Regions from separate parts of the Drosophila melanogaster genome. Here region 1 is linked to region 2. A link is a contact called in public HiChIP or PLAC-seq data. All regions are on one chromosome and are shown on one strand. The core of a region is the stretch at or near the end of the contact, and the rest is flanking DNA. Distances in the headings are between cores, read along the strand shown.

The links. HiChIP or PLAC-seq counts read pairs in DNA pulled down with a chosen protein or histone mark.
Region 1: a POLR2A S2P HiChIP or PLAC-seq map of the Kc167 cell line shows a contact between it and region 2, with 6 times the contacts expected there. The contact joins two enhancer-like sites.

What each region holds. Positions count from the first base shown.
Region 1 is chr3L:27,974,042-27,976,741 of dm6, reverse strand. l(3)80Fj (lethal (3) 80Fj) reads left to right here. Exons shown (of 4, transcript NM_001015316.3): 4 at 2,602-2,700. Among named protein-coding and RNA genes, the nearest start is that of l(3)80Fj, 37 kb to the left of the region's middle. Within about 2 kb of position 1,416, at least 3 of the 39 cell types and tissues checked have an H3K27ac peak or open chromatin away from gene starts, as enhancers often do. A contact at or near this core is called in the Kc167 cell line, where this site is marked.
Region 2 is chr3L:27,140,011-27,142,710 of dm6, reverse strand. It overlaps vtd (verthandi), which reads right to left. Exons shown (of 9, transcript NM_001300711.1): 3 at 2,469-2,592. Among named protein-coding and RNA genes, the nearest start is that of vtd, 4.8 kb to the right of the region's middle. Within about 2 kb of position 1,415, at least 6 of the 39 cell types and tissues checked have an H3K27ac peak or open chromatin away from gene starts, as enhancers often do. A contact at or near this core is called in the Kc167 cell line, where this site is marked.

The sequences.
Region 1 (2,700 bases), core at 167-2,666, 830 kb before region 2:
TTTGCACCCGTGCTAACATTCTTGGTCTCGTTTGCTCTAGATTTCGCCTTTCCTTCTCCGCTGCTACAAGTCGTGTGGTTGCTCGGCTTGGGCGCACGTGCCCCTTTAGCACCTGCGCATTGTGGGAAGCCTTTTTGGTAGGCTTTTTTTCAGAAACTACGCGCTTGGACTCTTTTGTGAGGTGCCGTTGAGTCTCAACTGCGAATAACAGGATTTTTATCTTGCCAGGTCCTCGCTCTGGAGACTCGTGGTCAGTTTCGCAGACTGATGAGGGGATCGAGCTGGGGACTTTACTCTCGCCTTTTGCAATGGCACGACAATGTGGTCCATCGTCTTCTGGCTTGTCGCGGTAGTAGTAGCCAAGTTCTCCACCTCTAATGAGGTGTGTGAATGATTTGTTACGTAGAACAAAAAGCCGATTATTGGCAAGTTGTACAGAAGAAAGGTGAAGTCAATATGATTGTAATGATGGAATTTGGTTATATATATTTTATGCCATGATTATATTCCTTATTCATATGTATCCACAATTATATTCATAGGGCAGCCGTGGATTATTTGGATCGTTGTGATATTAGCATCTCCATGAGATGTTGGTTCTGCATATGGTCCGAATGAACGACAGGAATTCAATCATATTCTGCTGCAAAGTATGCATAATGGTTTCAATATAGCGTTGATGGTGCGGCGATATGAAGGTTATGGGAGGTGATCGCAGGTGAGGGTTTATTCTGTGCGTTGTGGGGGCGTGCAGACGTTGCTCGGAAATAATTGCTGCTTTTGAAGTCGGTTTTCTTGCGTTCTTTTTGCTACGAAATGCAACGGCAATTGTCCTATGTCCCACCAAATTTACGATTTGTGTGATTGCCCGACCAAAGAGAAGACAAGGTTTCAGATTAGATTAACTTTATTGTCAGGCCACTTTGATAAATAACCCCTTAAGTCCTCGCCGTCTGCTGCGCGGCGTAACTCCTTCGTCGTCCTTCCTTTGTTGTCCCGCGTCGTTCTTGACGGCGGACCATGTGCCGGCTCGAATGGGCTTAAAATGTTATGGTAGCAGATGTTAGGTCAAGTCAGCGCTCTTCCCCGAACCACTTTTGCTGACCAAAGACTCACTGTCTCTTCTGACCACACCAGGTCCTCGTATTTTTCTCTGTCCTCGCCGTGTGGATCGCCGCCCTGCTCGACTTGCAGTAACCGTCCTCGTACTACGGTTCCAGGTGCACACTAACTGGTTGTTCGAGGTTGCTTCTCTAACGGCTGACTACATGTACTCCTTGTTCACTGGCTGTGCGTTCTGACTCGCGGATCTCTTGTTGAGCATTCTCAATTGCGTGTTCTACCACACTGACCCGAGTGGCGTTCGTGACTGCGCGACTCGCGTCCATACTCTCCTCGACTATCTAGGCGTACGCATGGCTCCTTGCTTGCTTTGACTGACTTTTCTGACCGAGGCGGCGTACTGAATACGCGACTAGCGCATGCACTCTCCTCTAATATCCTCGCGTACGTATGGCACCTCGTGTGCTCTTACTAAAATTTATAGGCCGCGGGGATCCGGTTATATCCCCTTTTGTGACGGCCCGCTGGGTACATAGTTCAACCACAATACCGTTAGTTCACTGTTCGTCCTGTCTGTTCTCGTCCAAAGTCCACACCGTTACCGTTTGCCCTCCGTGCCCTTGGCCGGCCGTTTGACCTTGCTGCCCTTGACTCCTTTCGCATTCCAGCCTTCTTCACTGTTTCTATGCAGCTCTCCTGCACCCTGATTTGAGGGGAGTTTTAAGAATCCTCAATGCAGTTTGCCATAATTGTGGAAATTATCCTTATCCTTATCCACATCCTTATTCCACATTTACTGGTGATCTCTTAGGTCTCAATTCGGTGACTTTGATTGTTCTGTTTGATTTTTGTTTCGTTTTCAATTATAGCGATCCAATCCTTTTTGCTTTGTTGGCTTTATTAGTTTTTCAGCAGAAACGAGCGTTGCAGTCGACACACCGTGCATACGGCCGATTCCGTGCAGTATTTGTTATTGTTTGTAATGCAGTGATGAACGAGGTCGACGTGTTGGTTATGATGGGTATCATCAGTTCTCTTCGGGTCATAGTTGGTTTCGATGGTGAGCAATATCGCGCCCTCTCTCGCTCGTTGTTGGCATAAGTTGGTGTATGGGGTTGACGTCGTTTTACTTAATTAACAATAGAGAATGCTACAGTCGATACCCGTACAAATGCGAACGCAAAATTTCTTCATTTTTCTGGGATATCAATAGATATTGGGGAACAAAATGGGAAAAATTTTTAAAAAAGTGCTTAGAAGTGTAGACATGACCGGTTTGGCGGCTTTATGTCGTTAGAGTGGGCGTGGCAAAAAGTTAGAAATTGTTGGTTTTTAGAAGTTAAAAGGTCTTCCCAAAACGGTAATTCCGCGCTAGAATGTAGGAAAGAACTGGACCTTTAACAATTGTTCAGTTGAAAAGCATATAATTTAAGTTTGTGTTGGTGGGTCACCCAAACAATAAATATTGTTCCTTAAACCCTCGTTGCCATTTTATCTCCCTTTCCAACATTATAATGTTTATTGCATTTTATATTTCAGGGAGCCGGAAATTTAAGCTTCAACAATATAGATCAAGATCATATGCCCAATATTTTAAATGAAGCGGTTACCCTATTTTCGAAAGCACTGGAGTGTGAA
Region 2 (2,700 bases), core at 166-2,665:
GACTTTATATTAGAATATTTGTCATTAGAGTATTCAGCTTGCGACGTGTGAAAAATTTATAAGGCAATGATTGTTGAGTGCTTGTGTCCGCACTTCGTGCCTCAAGATATAACTTTTGCAGTAAACAGTTTTAATATTTTTATTTATTTTAGCTAAAGATATATTTGGATTCATCAAAGATATCTATTTAAGGATCACACAGACCACTTTCTATTTTTTAACTAGTAGAGTTAACCAGAATCCCATTGAAAACATATTTTAGCAAAAGGTGATAACTGGAGAAATCCTCCAGTTAACGAATTTAAATAATAATTGCCATCTCTAAACATTTTTAAATTTTCACAAAAGTCGAATTGCGAATCAGATGATGATGTTATGATGCCAATTGAGTTCGATTCGATAATATATCAGCCTTTCATTAAAAAAAAATACAACAACAAGAATACTCTGTATCATTTTCTAAAATTGTAAAAGACAATGAGAGGTACATACTTTGAACAAAATATAGATAACTTTTTGTGCAATAATGTTCCAGTAGATATTTTGTTGGATATATTGCTAAGGGATCCAGTTGTGATAAATGCAGATCGGTAATTTTAAAAGTACCGTGCATTTAACAGCTCCATCAGAGCCTTTTATACATGAAAATAACTACTCAATAGACTCGGACTTCGGGAAACTACAGGCACCATCTGATATATTTTTTAATATTTGCAAAATACACATTAAAGTTTTTGAAAATATTTTTGAAAATAATAAAAAAAAAAACAAATGTGTATAAAAAATTGATTGTTGATGCATTAAGTACACAAATGAAAGTAGTGCCTTAGCAAACGAATTAAAAATCTTGTTATTCTAATGTCTTTGGCCAGGTCCACTCGGCTATTGATCCTACTCAAGAATATATATACTTTATCTGGTCGGAAACACCTCCGTCTATCTGTTACATACTCTTCCAAGTACCTTTTATATCCTTTCACTCGACGAGAAACGAGTATAAAAATAGTTATGGCTTTGGAGTCACCTCTAAAAGCTGCGAGTCTGGAGCGGAAAGGAGATAATCATCTCGACGAAAACTATTACAAGCTACCCCTAAACTTTTGGTCACTTCTGGCCCATTAACGGTTTCATCTGATTCGGAACTTTCAGATAAGCAACACAACATTTTAGATTTTGACCCTTACCTAGGTCATTACTTGTTCGCCCACTAAGACCACACACTCAGTATCATCTCATAGCCAAGAAGAAAGAAAAAGAAGAAGAAAAGAAAAGCGCAGAATGTACACCTAGACCTTTCGATTTGGTGTAGAAGACCGAGAAAAAAGGACAATGAGTGAGATCACAAGGTGAGCATTAGGAACGGTAGTACGAGGTTGATCACTGCAAGTGAGGGAGCAGACCAACGCTCAGCAAGAACACGGAAGAGGACAAGGACCTGGCGCGGTCAGAAGGGACTGTGAAGGCATTGGTTAGTGTCCTGTGAGAGGAACGGTCCCAACAGATGTGCTCTTGGCTGTCTACGAAGGTGGTTCTGGGAAGATCCCTGGTTCGACCTAAGGAACGACACACCTAGCGGCCAAGCCACCATAATATCCTAGGGCTTATTCAGGACGGACCGTTGGGAGACGACGTGGGCATAGCGTGGTCAGAAGGGATCGTGGAATCTGGTGTCCTGTTTCAGGAGTGGTTCTAACATACGTGCATTTTCGGGTGTTCGCAAAGGTGGTTCTGGTAAGAGCTTTGGTTCGACCTAACGGACGATACACCTTGCAGATTCGCCACCATAACTTCGTAGGTCTCAATTGAGCTGACACACAATGGCAGTAGAAGTCCAGAGCCAGTATTCAAACAATACAGCTGAAGAATTATAAATCATAATCATAATCACCCACAAATCATAAATTTGGGCAAACAGACAAAACCCTCTGAGCCAGCCATTTCAACTCGTAGTGGCAGAACTAGGAAAACAAGCTCTTTACAATATTTATGCATTAATGTAATAAGAAAAAAAAAATGTAATAAGAAAGAAAATTTTCACCTTAAGATACTTACGTCCGCCTAAGTTACAAATTAATTTTAAAAAATACTTTGTAACTGTATACCACCATACCAAATATGGTTGTACCAAATGATTTTTGTATCACAACTCCTAATGCTCATTACCGCATCATTAGTATATAAATCAGATCATAAGATTAAAAATTATTTTATAGAGGCATTTAAGATATTCAAATCCATATGGATGACAGATGACAAATAAGAAAAAAACAACAGACTGAAGAAAGTGTATTACTAGACTAAGGCAACTTTTATGACGGAGTATTTTACAACTGAATTAATTTTTTTAAGGATACTTTCGACTGATATATATTTGAGGATATATTTCTTAGATTTCTACTTTTACGCGGTTTATCCATATATATATCCAGCTAATATCATTTGTAATTGATGATATTGATTATACTTACGTCCAAAAGAATCTCCAAACCCATCACCATCCAATCGAGAACCAGGCATATCAGCATGGGCGTCCAATGAATGTGGATCCAGAGACTCAATATTTTCCAAAACGTCATTATCAAATATTTTATCCTAAAATAGAACAGTATAAGCAAACATTCAAAAAATTCAAAAGTTCGCAAAACTACGAATCTCGTTTAAAAACATCAAATAATATTTTAATTCATATATATATGTAAG